Linked DNA regions of Mus musculus: region 1 is linked to region 2. Evidence: chromatin contacts called from public promoter capture Hi-C data. All regions are on one chromosome and are shown on one strand. Each heading gives the region's core, a stretch centred on a gene start, on an enhancer-like site or on the middle of the called end of the contact. The rest is flanking DNA. Distances are from core to core; before and after follow the strand shown.

Region 1 (6,798 bases), core at 3,107-5,606, 4.3 Mb before region 2:
CAGAGTTCTCAGTTTACCCTGCACCACATACATCCAGCATAGGATCAAAGGTGTCTTCTGCTGGAGTTTGACCTTCGTATGGACTTTTAAATTGTTATTTCTTAGGAAATTTGAAAATTTGAGAACTGGGAGATAATAAGGAGATAATAAAGCAATTTCTGATAATATCCTTAGTCTTTGAGAAAATAGAAAAAGATCATCCTGAGACATAAAAACCCTGCTCATGGTGGGGCTGCAGAGATGGCTCAGCAGTTAAAAGTGTATATTACTCTTCAGAGGGCCTGAGTTCCGGTCCCAGCACCCACACTAAGCTGCTCACATCCACTAGCAACTCAGGCTCCAAGGAATCTAGTGCCTCTGGCTTCTGTGGGCACCAGGAATTCTCTTACACATATCTGCCCACAGAAACAGACACACATGCATACACTTAATTTAAAATAGTAAAAATAAAACTTAAAAAAGTTCACCACAGGGAAGAAATGGCCAAGTAAGTAAAAAGTCGGGCTCGATGACAAGCACTTGTAATCCTGCTGCTGTGGAGGTAGAAACACGAGGATCCCTACCAGCCAGCATTGTAATTGGTGAGGTTCAGGTCCCAGAAAACATGGTACATGGTACACGGCTTCTGAGAAACACACAAACCTGCACCTCCACACAGAACCCCACCATATCAGATGACCATGAGTGCCCCTACACTTAGCAGGAGAAATCAACTTTTATGTTTTGATTTTTTTTTGTTTTGTTTTACTTTGAGACAGGGTCTTGCTATGTAGCCCAGGCTGGGCCCAAACTCTTGATCTTCCTTAAGAACTACCACACCCAGTTTATGTGGTTCTAGGGAGGTGGAGCCAGAAGAATTGGAAGTTCAAGGTCATCTTGGGCTCTATAGCCAAATCAAGGACAGCCTGGGATACAGGAGACCTTGTCTGTAAATAAATAAATGCAGGGAATGTTGCATCTTTCAGCCAGCCTAAGGAAATGTTAGTTAAGGAGAAAATCAGCTCCAAGTAAGTTTTATTTTGTTTTTGCCCTGCATTTTGTTTCTCAGCTGCATTAAGTTAACCATTAATTTTATTTTGTGTCTTTCTCATGTGTAAGTCTGAATACTTACTTTTACTGTGTGTGTGTGTGTGTGCGCGCGCGCGCGCGTGCGTGCGTGTGCATGTGTCTGTTTGTAGAAGGCTGAGGTCCTGGCCCTCAGCCTATAATCTGGTCAGTAGTGCAGAGTCAGGAGTATAGCTTGGAATCTAGGAGGTCAGGGGTCTAAGGCTCTACTGAGCATGTGTAAGTCAGGTGATGGAGTGGGAAGTGAACTGCCCTTCTAATTAGCATCTGACACTAGCCCATCCTTTCTGTTTCATGATAACCACAGACTCAGAATAAGGCTATAAAGAACACCAAATTCTCGGTCATTTCACAGCGCTGAAATAACAAACTTCCATAAAGCATAGAAGATTATGATCTGTAACAGAATCCAATGTGAGTGTGTGTGTGTGTGTGTGTGTGTGTGTGTGTGTGTGTGTGTGTGTGTTTCGTTTATTGAGAAGAGATGGTGCACAAGTGCAGAAGGCACAGCCACCCCTAAAGAGTTACCAGCATTTCCGTGTGGCAACTGCTTCACCAGAGCTGCCGGGCTGCATGACACCCAGTTGCTGAGCTCTTTATGTTGTCTTGGGATGCTCTTCCCTAGATGTGATTTCTCTTTTAAAAGGAGGAAGATCTGGGTGTGATGCTGCATGCATGCCTGCAATCTCAGAGCAGGCAAGGAGGACCTGGGCAGGTTTAGGGACTAGCCTGGCTACCTCCAACCTAAACAAACAAAATAACAAGAGCTGGTAATACTCAAAAGGATCAGCAGGTGGCAGCAGTGGATAGGGATGTTGCCATTCAGTAGCAGGACTGTTGGCTCTTGTGAAGATGCCAACCTATACTTAAACCCAGGTTGCGGGGAATGGGAACTGGTAGGCTCACTCAGAGTGCCTAAAGTTGCCAGGCTCTGGGTATTTAGGACACCAAAGCAAAAGCAATAATGTGGAGGATCCTAATGCTAAGGCTATCATATAGCAAACAGTTACCAGCTATTGGGTTTCATGGCTGCTGTTTCCAAACACACCATGTGATCTTAGGGAAACAACCATATACCTGTCCATACTTCCTTCTGCTCTATAATCTACAGCTGACAGGGATCTGTATTCTTTACTTGAATCATAATGCTGGCTTCACAGCAGGCTCTCAATATCTCTCTGATAGTTTCCTTCCTTTTTCTCTTTAGGCCTATGCTTTACCATCCATAAATGAGAGGGGTTCCAGCTTTGAAAGTGTATGGTTCTTACTAAGCTAATGGATTCTTTACCGGTTTCAGGAGCCAAATCTAGCAACACTGGAATTGCAGCGGCAAATTTATATAACCTTAGTTGATGATACAAGGTACCAACTGGAAGAAATCGGTGATGGGTGACCTTGGTCCAGTCTCACTGAAACACATCTTCCCTGAAGGATCTCTGGGTAAGCCAAGGCTCTGTACCATGAACACTACATAGGGGGGTCTTCATCCTAAAAAGATACTTGCTATTTAGACTTTGAAAGCTCTCAGGCCTATGTGGCCAGGAAAGGGGTTACTTGCTTCTAATTTGCAGAAATTCCACATTAATTTTTACCAACTCACCCAATGCAGTCTCTCATAATGGTTTCTCTAAAACACCCAGGGAGCAACTTCCAGCAGAACACCTCAACCACCAGTGTCTACTGTCCACTCCCTTGAAACTGTCTCACTGTGTGTTTAACTCTAACACTCCCCCCAAAGCCAGACAAGGTATAATTGTGAGAAAACAAGCGAGAGTGTTATTGTTAGAGAGTGCAGGTGTAAATCTGCCATGGCCAAAGGTACTGAACCTTAGTCGCATACACAACAATGACTGTCATTCGGATTTCTGCAGTGGAATAGTTCCAACTCTTGTGCAGACTCAGTTTACCCATTCTTAACCAGGTAGTGCTCACAGGAATCCGGGTTGGCAGTGCTATGTAGACTAGACATGTAGCAAACTACCTGCAGCTGGGGTGGCAATGTGATAAACACCCTTCTCCTAGGTATACTCTCCCTACTTTGTGTATCTTCATAACAGTCCAACTGGACTAGAACACCCTGTGCCTGGTCTTCCTCCTGTCTTTCCTCCTTTCTCCCCTCAACCTAGCATCTTTTGATCTTGGTTCATGTTCCTCTTTGTTTTTAAGGAGCGTCCATAACTTTTTCTTTTTTCTTCCTTCTTTTTTTTTTTTAGGAAAGAATTGAGTAGGAAATACTGCTGAAAGTACTTCCTGATTCCGGGTTTTCCTTTTTTTTTTTTTTTTTTTTTTTTCTTTTCTTTTCTTTCCTTTTTCTTTTTGGAGACAGGCTTTCTCTGGGTAGCCCTGGCTGTCCTGGAACTCACTTTATAGACCAGACTGGCCTTGAACTCAGAGATCTGCCTGCCTCTACCACCCCAGTGCTGAAATTAAAGGTGTGGACCACCACCACCAGACTCGGGGTTTTCCTTATTATTCCTGCCAAGCCAAGCTTGTTATGGAGGAAACACGACAGATCACATGCCCTTCTGCAAATGGCTTCCTAAGCCTTTGGGGGCTTTTAATCACAATTGAAGAAACCCTCCTATATCTCCATCTCCTTGATCGAAATCCCATTAATTGCTTCCCAGATACAAACCACACCAAATAATCCTGTTTTCATTTTAAATTTTAACTCTTACTCGTTTTCTTTTTAATGTGCAAGTTTGAGTCCAGAAAGCGTAAGGGGTGTTAGTCAGTTTCACTAAAATAGATGAACTGCTAGAAAGAGCACAGAGGAAAAGAAGCAGAGAGTTGAACACCCACAAGGAAGAATCTTACCAAAGCTGGCCAGCTTTCCTCCGACTGGGAATGTGTCCAGCTGCGTGCTCCTGGAGACAGGGTCCTGCGGTGTGAAGCTAGAGGCTCCTCACAGGCTGGTAATATACAGTGCTCATGTGACGGGGTGGGGAGAACCTATCTAAGGATCTTTACTTTGGCAGCGACTTGTAAACCAAGGCCACTAATCATGGGCAAACAAGGAGTCATTCACCTTTCCCCTGAGCATGCCTGGGTCAAATATTAACCACCTGGTGGACCACACATCTCTTTCAGCAATGATAATGTTTGCTAAGCACGGCCTTTTGTTCCTAAGCTGCCTCTTTCCTTATGTGTATGGTCCTTATCCTTGCTCAGGGTAGGACTGAAGTTTCACTGTGCATATGCCATAGATCCAAAAACATATTATCCCTGACGTTCAGGCCAACTTCAGGAACTACTTTGAAAGAAGTCTAAAGGAAGGAGTGAGGCAACTGTGCCCCCACCTCTCCAACCCCCAGAAATACACACAGCACTTCCTGGGCTCCTCCTCCCTCTGTCCATCCTCTGGAGAAAAAAGAATATATATTTATGGCTACTCAGCTTCCTGTTCTTTAAAGCACAGTTGCAAAACCAGCTGTCTACATCTAAGCATTATGGGAACCAAGTACAGAAGAAATTATGCATGTCTGCTCTGCTTATGAGGTAACTCTAAGATCGAAGAGTAGACAAGCCACGGGGTCAGACTTCTAAAACCCAGAAAGTACACAGTGAGGTAGTGAAGAAATCTACTAGAATTGTTCTAACAGATTCATCTTCAAGGCTGGACAGATCGCTCAGTGGTTGCAGGCACTTACTCAGGTTCAGTTCTCAGACCCACATGGCAGTTCCCAACCATATGTAGTGATGCCTTCATCTGGTCTCCCTGGGCATTGCATATGTGTGGTACACAGACATACATGCAGATAAATAAATACATACAATTTTAAAAGTTGCCATACATTTATCTTGTATATAGGGCAAAGTTGCAATATTTTAGCTCCTTGTCAATTTCTAGATTTTGCTCCATCATTGTGTAGATATTTATGTGTGATTTAAGCTGTACTAATTTCTAAAAGCAAAAATAGGGATGGGAGACCTACAGGTTGTCAGCGGAGTAGAGGTGGAGGCAGGGGCAAAGCATCTCTCACTGTGTGGAAGCGTGCTGGGGATGTCTGAGGTGAGTCTGGGCACAAAAAAAAAAAAAAAAAAAAAAAAACGAGAGCATCAGCTGACTCGCCGTAGCAGGAGGAAGAATTCAGCACTCCAGCATCTTCAGACTCCCTCAGCAAGGCTGGTCCTCTGTGTGGCAGGAACAGGGAACCCTCAGAAAGCAGCAAAAATGCAAGCAGGCAGCTTTGGGGCGCTGACTTGCAGACATGTTCACACCCGGACTTGGGAACACTTGGGGAAGACTGCACTGGTATAAAGGACCCACAGTACGGTCGGGATGGATCTGGATTCACTTCCGTTGGTGTAACTGAAGAAATGGGCTGCCAACATTCCTTTAAGTTAGTTAATCTCAGTGTCTCTCCATTGGGTGGATCCTTTCCAGAGAAGAATTTTTACTTACTCATTTCTATATTCTCAGTGACTGACACATAAGTCCTCATCAACTGATCTAGAGCCTCTAACCACGAAAAACATTCTGGGCTTCTCTTTAAAGGTTCAGAGATGCAAGATTTGGTAGCAGTTATTAAATAAACTTGATTGCTAAGCCGAGCAATCTCTGGCTGTGGGAGCTGGAAGATGCTTCCCCTGGGGTCTGATGAGGTCATTGGAGGTGTTGCAATGAACCTGGGAGTGTTCTACACTTGCCTGCAAAAAGTTCTGAAATCAGTTAGTTTGCCTTCACCAATGAGCTTTTGTTCCTGACCACAGAGCAGACTCTAAGAGTGTAAAGTCTTTTAAAAAGCAAACCCCTAATTCCAGCAGCACTTGGGAGGCAGAGGCAGGTGGATCTCTGTGAGTTTGAGGTCAGCCTGGTCTACAGAGCTAGTTCTAGAACAGCCAGGGCTGTGCAGAGAAATCCTGTCTCAACAAACAAGCAAGCAAGCGAACAAGCAAAAGCTGCCCAGAATGTGCACATCGCAATGGATACACTTCCTAAGAACGGGGCCTGACAGCTTGAGAAGGAAGAGTGGCTGGCATGAAGACTTGGAAAGGGCCCAAACCTCAACACTTTTCAGCTTTGTTGAGGCACAGCCCAGCTTGAAGGTCCCCTTTGTCCTTGTCTGCTCCCTCCTGCACTCAACCCAACTGTGAGCTGAAAGGAAATGAGAAGAAGACTAAGCTGTTATAGCCTAATTTTGGGGTACTAGAGTCCCCTGAAAGGGAGACCTAGTCACATCCTGACCAGTGTCCATTAGACAAGTGCCAAGCATGTTTTGACAAATGCCAGCATTTAAACTGTTTCAGAAGTACAGAGAAAGATAGCACTCAGGGTCTTCAGGGTGAGGCCACTCTACTGGTATCCAACCTGTCACCGAAATGCTCAGTGTGCAAACATACTATGTATGGTGGTGCCTATTTTAAATTAATCACACATTACTTTTAAACAGATGTGGAAGGACTGAGTGCTAGAGTCGTCACCCACTCATTGTTAGGAGAACAGCCAGTCCATTGCAAAACCTGGATGGCCTCATCAATTCCCAGGAGAAATATCAGCCAACTCCCATAGCCAGAGATGATTATATCAATGTGGTCTTTTTCTGATAAACAACCACAAAACAGAGGCACTTCACCCACACCTACAGCACACATACAGACACAAAATCCACTAGTCTAACACATTAACTTGCTCAAACACAGCAGCTTCCTTTTTTTTAAAGAGCAATGTCAGCAGAGTACCAGGAAGCAGCCAGAGACAATTAGCAGTCAGCAATCTTCCAGGAAGTCGCT
Region 2 (6,556 bases), core at 2,449-4,948:
GAAAACCTAGAAGCCAAAGAAAGAGATACCTGAACTGTCTCAACCTCACTGAATCAAGTTTCCATCAATCAAACATATGCTGAGACTTTGGCTCCAGAAATACTTGAGCACACATCCTCACTGATGTTATCTGTTCTTGTAACATTCTATGCTTCTCTTAACACCCTGACTATCCTGTCTCCATCTCCTATGGAATACACGGTTCCTATAAACCAGTGGTTCTTAACCTTCCTAATGCTTCAATCCTTTAGTGTAACCCTTTAACCCAACCTTGAAGTTGACTATGGAACCCAGAACAAAGTGGTTTGGAGCTCTCCATAACTCTGTGATTCTCTGAGAGTTGGTTTGAGAGTTTCACGTTTGTTTTCGTCCTGTAAATAACCCAAGCAACCCAAAACAGGTGTCATAGCACTGGTGTGCACTCAGTTCTCAGAATCGCTGTGACTGCCATCAACAGCCACGCGCTGTACAGACTTGCTCCCCCAGGCACCTAATTCAGAAACCACTCCATCACAATCAACCGAATGCATCTTTATTTAAATTAATTACAATGCCATTACATGCAATGGATTCCTAGGATCTCATTTCTCATTAATAAAGGGCTGAAGAATATCCCAGTAACAACTGGGTGTCCAAGCTGTAATTAACCCAACTGACAAGCTCCAACTTTGATGGGATTTTGCCCAAGAACACTCAGTCATAGTCCACTCAGAAGATCAGAACCCCATCAACTATGTGAATAGAAAGAAATAGACTAACTAAAAGTTATTAACTAGCACTGAAGATGTGACTCAGTGGTAGAGTGCTTGCCTAGAGTGGGAGACTCTGCCACAAGCTATCATCCCTAAGACAAAGTAACAGAACAAAGAAAAATGTGGAGTTGGGACACTATGCAGCTGCGACTCCAATATAATGAAATGAGGCTGATCTAGGAGACTTGAAAATTATAAACTGGGACCAGAGTTGCTGCCAGGGTGAAGCACTATTGCTACAGGAAGACATACAAGAAAAGCAAGTAAACAGAAGCAGTGTGCCCCGAGGCCTGTGTAAACTTCAGTCTGTATCCTTTCTTAGTGAAGCATTATGGTAGACATCTAACAAAGGAGAAATACGGTTTTCTGTCCCAGACTCACTAACAGAGTATACAGGGGGGTGCAGTAAGGCTGACGGACAATCCCTCACTGAACTGTGATGCCAGGGTGACAGGGAATCGCTGCCAAGTTGATATTCTGGATTATTTGAGTAAGGTATTTGAGAGTATTCGACAGACGGGTGCTGCTGGGACTCACAGAAGCCACTATGGAGGCTAGAAGACAGTTATGTCCTGTTGTGTGATTTCTTTTTCCTTTTCTTGGCTATTGTTACTGGGGTCTAATAGCCAGCTGTTCCTGCTCTTTCAGCAATGCTCACCAACACAGGTAGATGCAGCACAGTGGAGAGAAGCAAGAAACAAGGACCCAGCGCGTGACGTGAGAACAGATAACCAATAGAGATTACATTGCAGATATGACCGATACACAATGACAAGGACGAAAAGTGTAGCAAGTTGACTAGCTCACTCCTGTTGCCTTGGTTGGGATATTAGAAAGATGTCTGTAAGATTAACATGGTGACCAAGTTATCATCATTTCTAGCAGGTGAATCCGGCCTTGGTTTAGTTTGCAAATAACAATATAAAAAGCTTATCTACGTAGGTGAAGCTAAGCCGGGTGGGAAGAATGGTTGGTTAGGTTCACCATGACTTGTTAGGTTCAAATAAGGACAGAGGTGACTGGTGCTTACTGACGAGGTCTTGCAGCCTCATCAGTGCTCAGCCCAGACTTCAAGAAATAACACAATAGAAACTTGCAACACTTGTAAACCTCCTACTGACACAGGTAGTAAACAATCATTATAGATTCAAATCAAGCCTTAAACGTGGCGTGAACCTGTGTTTGTCTGACTCCAAAGTCTGTCTCCCTGTCTCTCCTTGTCTCTGTCTCTCTCTGTCTTCCCCCCCCCCCACACACACACACCCGTCTTCCTTTTACCCTTAGATGCCACATTACGTGCAATATGAATTTTATCCACTTCCCCCAGTGGCCTATTTAACAAGGCATATAGTGCAATTATCAACTAGATAATTTCCTTAGAGAGGAAAGTTAGGTTGAAGAGAGTAATACCAGTGTTGTAGTTCTTTAAAAACTGTGTATTAAGACTACTTTTTTTTTAAAGTGGTAAACACTAATTCTAATTACAAACTTCCTTGACGTAAATGACAGCAATTAAAACCTGAAAGGTTAATAGTAAATAACACGGAGTGATCCACGTATGGTGGCACACCCCTATATTCCCAGCACTTGGGATGCTGAAACAGGACTGCAATCATACTATGCTACAGGGAAACCACCTGTCTTAAAGAGAAAACAACTTAAGACTGGACTTCATCTTATCTTGTCCACAACATGGGAGTTTTACGCTGTAACTCGGGGTCAAGTGGAAATATTAACATGTTCTTTTTTTCCAAAAGGAGATCCTATTATCAGAAACGGACCGGGACCTGTTAAAGTCTTTAAAGTAACGATGAATATGTAATCAAGTGGTATTTTTGAGCTTGATTTACAAAGCCCGCTTCAGTCTCAAACCTGTTTGCTTTGTTCTTCTTGCAAATGCATTCCCGTTCTCACATAGTTTTCAGAGAACTCGTTCCCCAACTGTAACAGCTCATGTCCTTTTCTGTACGGTCCACTTCCAGCCATGGTTCTTGCTCATTTAGAGCCACTGTTCAATACATTTGGGTTCACCATCTTTTCAAGGGGCTATGAAAGCTGCAGTCTAGAGAGCAACCGCTGTAGGCTAGTCCCGTGGTTTCAACCAGCTGTGTTTTATAAGCCTAAACATGATAAAACTGCATCTCCTCAAGAGGGATACCGGAGACTCAACACTGAAAGAATTGTTCCTGGGTTATGTAACTCTCCTAGAAGCAAAATGCCTCCACCCCACAGAATAACTTATTCCTAAAATCTCGCTCCTTTCTAAAAACGTCTTATTAACTAAAGATCACTTCCAAAAAAATAGACTGCATCAAGAAGCCATTCAATTAGCAATCGGTAGATACAGAATTCGGGTAAAAGTTCCTCTGAAAGATCTGGGACCAAGCAAGGGTCAGTTCGGGTCATAAACAGCCAAGCTCCTTTGGGTCAGGTCTGCGCGCCTGCGGGGCCGGTGACCGGTCCCCGCTAGGCACAAAGTAGGCCGGGGCCCGGGACAAAGCCTTCGGGACACGCACTCTGACCCCCGCACCAGGACCAAGTTCTCCCCTGCGGTCCCATCCCACGGGGGCAGCAGCCTGGCCTGGGCCGAGTGTGTTCGGTGGCGGTGACCGCTCTCCCGGAGTCACCCGAACCCTCTGCGCGGACCCCACACCGGGCCGGCGGTCCCCGCGCCCTCCACTCCCAGCCCTGGACACTCACCATCCTAATACCAGGCCGGTGGTGACGATGAAGCAGGTGAAGACCACCGCTATGTAGAAGAGCGGCGAGTATTCATAGAGCGTTACCAGGAACACTGCGGCCATCGGGGTCTCCTGGGCTCAGCCCAGCCCAGCCCGGCTGGCCCGGACCCGAGCCGGTATGGCGCCCCGGAGCGGACAAACTTTGTAGGTCCTCACTCGCCCAGGCTTCTGGGCAGCTGACAGCCGCGGCCACTGGAGACGGAATGCCAATCACAAGGTTGATAGCAGGTATGCCACGCCCCTCCCTCGTCTGGTCCCGACTACTGGCTACGTAACAGGGAGGGACCAGCTCCGCCCTGCCCTGCGCCCAGGATTGGTGGCCTGAGAGAATTCCGCCAGCCGGGCTCTGTTCTCAAATTCCTAACTGACATCTGGGGCCAAAATTTAAGTTAATGCAGATCCTCAGATACACGAGGTATCCTGGAAACCCTGCAAACCCTAGACAAATTTGGGAATGGGACAAGGGCCGGCATCGGCGCGACGGAATGGTCTACGAAAGGAATGGTCTCGATTTGCGGATTGTCGCGGAAAACCCGAAAAGAGGTCACTACCGCGAGCGATTTTTTGTAACCTTATCAACCTTTGCAAAGTAAGTTTATTCAAAGGAAAATCGGCATACGTACTCCCTCGGCCCTCTTTTTTCTTCTCCAATTAGAATTAGCCAGATCTTTGAAGGTTTTAGTAACTAATTTTTGTTTGTTTATTAGGAGATCTTAGTACAGGAAGTAGCTTAATGTCTGCTTCCTTTCCTCACTCTTGTCATCAGTGCCTCAAAGAAGCCTCCCGGAAGTTTCTCCTAAAACCACTTTTATATTTCTTTTACTTAAGCCCTAATGTGATCCCTAGTTACAGCATAAACAGGAGAAACACCTCCCATCACAAATCCGATCCTGTTACTGAGGAAGAAGGGGAGAGTGGACATTAGGACGCTTAAGGAAAGGTTTCATGCCATGCTCTCAAGTCACCAGGAAATGTGTGCTTCAAAAAGAAGAGTTAGCTTCGTCCAGTGACCTTGACCAAATAGCCTTGTGTTTTCTGGAGTACTGCTATTTAAGCTTGTTTCTATGTAAATTTTCTCATTAGTAGATATTGAATTGTAAAAGTATGTTTATTTAAGCTATGCTTGGTTGTTGGAATGTTTTTTACTACCACATCAAGCACTGCAGTGAGTATCCATAAAGCTAATTTACTTACTTAGGCTAAATCATGGAGGTAGGACTTTATGTATATTTAATTTTTTTTAGAGACTAGAGTCTAGAAATACTGTGTTAGATGCAATCACACCATTGCAGGTAGCCAATCTGAAGGCAATTTTATTACAGTAAAACGAAAAGGGATGTTTATCGTGAAACAAAAACATAAGTTGCAGGTAAAGTAACATTAAATACATAGGAATGACTTTGTCCCCACTCAACCCCCACTGAACCTACAGTAAAGAGATGTAAGATGTAAGCCAACAAGATGGCTAAAGGCACTTGCTACCAGGCCTGACAACCTAACTGGAACCTTCTGGAACCACGTGGTAAAAGGAGAATACAGTTGTCTTCAGACCTCTGCAAGCATGGGCCATAGTAAATATAATGTAATGAAAGAAAAGTAAACATTTCCCAAAGTGTAAAGAAGAGAGGAAGCAAGAAAAGAAAAAAAATAAATAAAGTAATGCTTTGGAAGATACAAATCAGAAAAGAACAATTCACCAATCCAGACACGAGAGCCAGCTCCAAATCAGAAATAAAGGAACGGGAAGCCAGCCTAGCTTATCCTGAGGAACTCTCTAAACAAACAGGAGCGGAGATTTAGCTCAAGTCTTTACCATTTCCTGCTTGGATTTACTACAGCCACTGAAATATGTGTCTAACACAGGACCTGTCCTGTGTACTCTGCACACACAGTGTCCCTTACTGCAGGACCTCTCCTGTGTACTCTGCACACAGTGTCCCTCTCTGCAGGATCTCTCCTGTGTATTCTGCACACACGGTGACCCTCTCTGCAGGACCTGTCCTGTGTACTCTGCACACAGTGTCCCTCACTGCAGGATCTCTCCTGTGTACTCTGCACACAGTGTCCCTCTCTGCAGGACCTCTCCTGTGTACTCTGCACACAGTGTCCCTCACTGCAGGACCTGTCCTGTGTATTCTGCACACACGGTGACCCTCTCTGCAGGACCTGTCCTGTGTATTCTGCACACACGGTGACTCTCTCCTCCACCACCAATGACTTTTCTATAGCAAAAATCTAATTCCACTGGTAAAAGTCCTGGGTTGGCATGCCCTGTTTTTCTTGTTCTTTTTAAAATAAAATTTTAGGTAAATTTACAAAGTAATGAGTGTTGTTTTATACACATATATCAATGGTTTTTTGCTTTTGCTCATCCTTGGTCTTTCCTCTCTTCCTTCTTCTCCTCTTCCTTCCCAAAAATACAATATAGGTTTATTCTCTCTCTCTCTTCCCCTCTTGGGGGGGGCAGTCCTTGCCTTCCGCTTTGTTGGAGACAGGATGATATCTCTTTAAAACAAAGACCCTGAGGTCTCATTTGACACGCCCACTCCTACACATCTTGACTGATAGTGCTTGAATGTGAAATGGCTCCAGTAGGCTATATTTGAACATTTGGTCCCCAGATGTGTGGCTGTTTGGAGAATCTGGGGGATCTTCAGGAGCTGAGACCCAGATTAAGGTGGTAGGTGCCTGGGGGAGAGCCTAAGGGGGTTGTCACCTGACCCTGCTTCCACTGCATCCTGATCTGCTATGATTGTGAGGAGCCTGAGCTACATGCTCAGGGACACACCTTCCTTGCTATGACACACTCTAGTCTGAAATCCTGGAGTCAAAGAAACTTTGCCTCCCTTACACTGTTGGCAGGTGGTCTGTCCAGCAGCTGAGAAAAGAGATTAATACACCTACTCATGTCTAATTAAGAAAAAAAAAATGTGGAGGCTGGAGAGGCAGCACAGCAGCTGAGAGTGGTCCTGCTATTCCAGAAGACTAGCATCGGTTCCCAGCTCCCAATCCAGTGGCCCAGGATCACTGTAATTCCAGCTCGGGCATCTGCTTCTGGTTTCT

What was found. Promoter capture Hi-C pulls out the DNA fragments that hold promoters and counts their contacts.
Region 1: a promoter capture Hi-C map of pre-B cells shows a contact between it and region 2, with 5 times the contacts expected there. The contact joins the promoter of Ang here to the promoter of Cgrrf1 in region 2. A contact is called at or near these places in 1 of 39 promoter capture datasets (pre-B cells) and 1 of 484 Hi-C or Micro-C datasets (CD8 T cells).

What each region holds. Positions count from the first base shown.
Region 1 is chr14:51,093,558-51,100,355 of GRCm38.p6, reverse strand. It overlaps Ang (angiogenin, ribonuclease, RNase A family, 5), which reads right to left and starts at 4,356. Exons shown (of 2, transcript NM_007447.3): 1 at 3,883-4,356. Rnase4 (ribonuclease, RNase A family 4) reads right to left here and starts at 4,356. Exons shown (of 2, transcript NM_201239.3): 1 at 3,883-4,356.
Region 2 is chr14:46,829,276-46,835,831 of GRCm38.p6, reverse strand. It overlaps Cgrrf1 (cell growth regulator with ring finger domain 1), which reads right to left and starts at 3,698. Exons shown (of 6, transcript NM_026832.4): 1 at 3,453-3,698. The coding sequence starts at 3,556.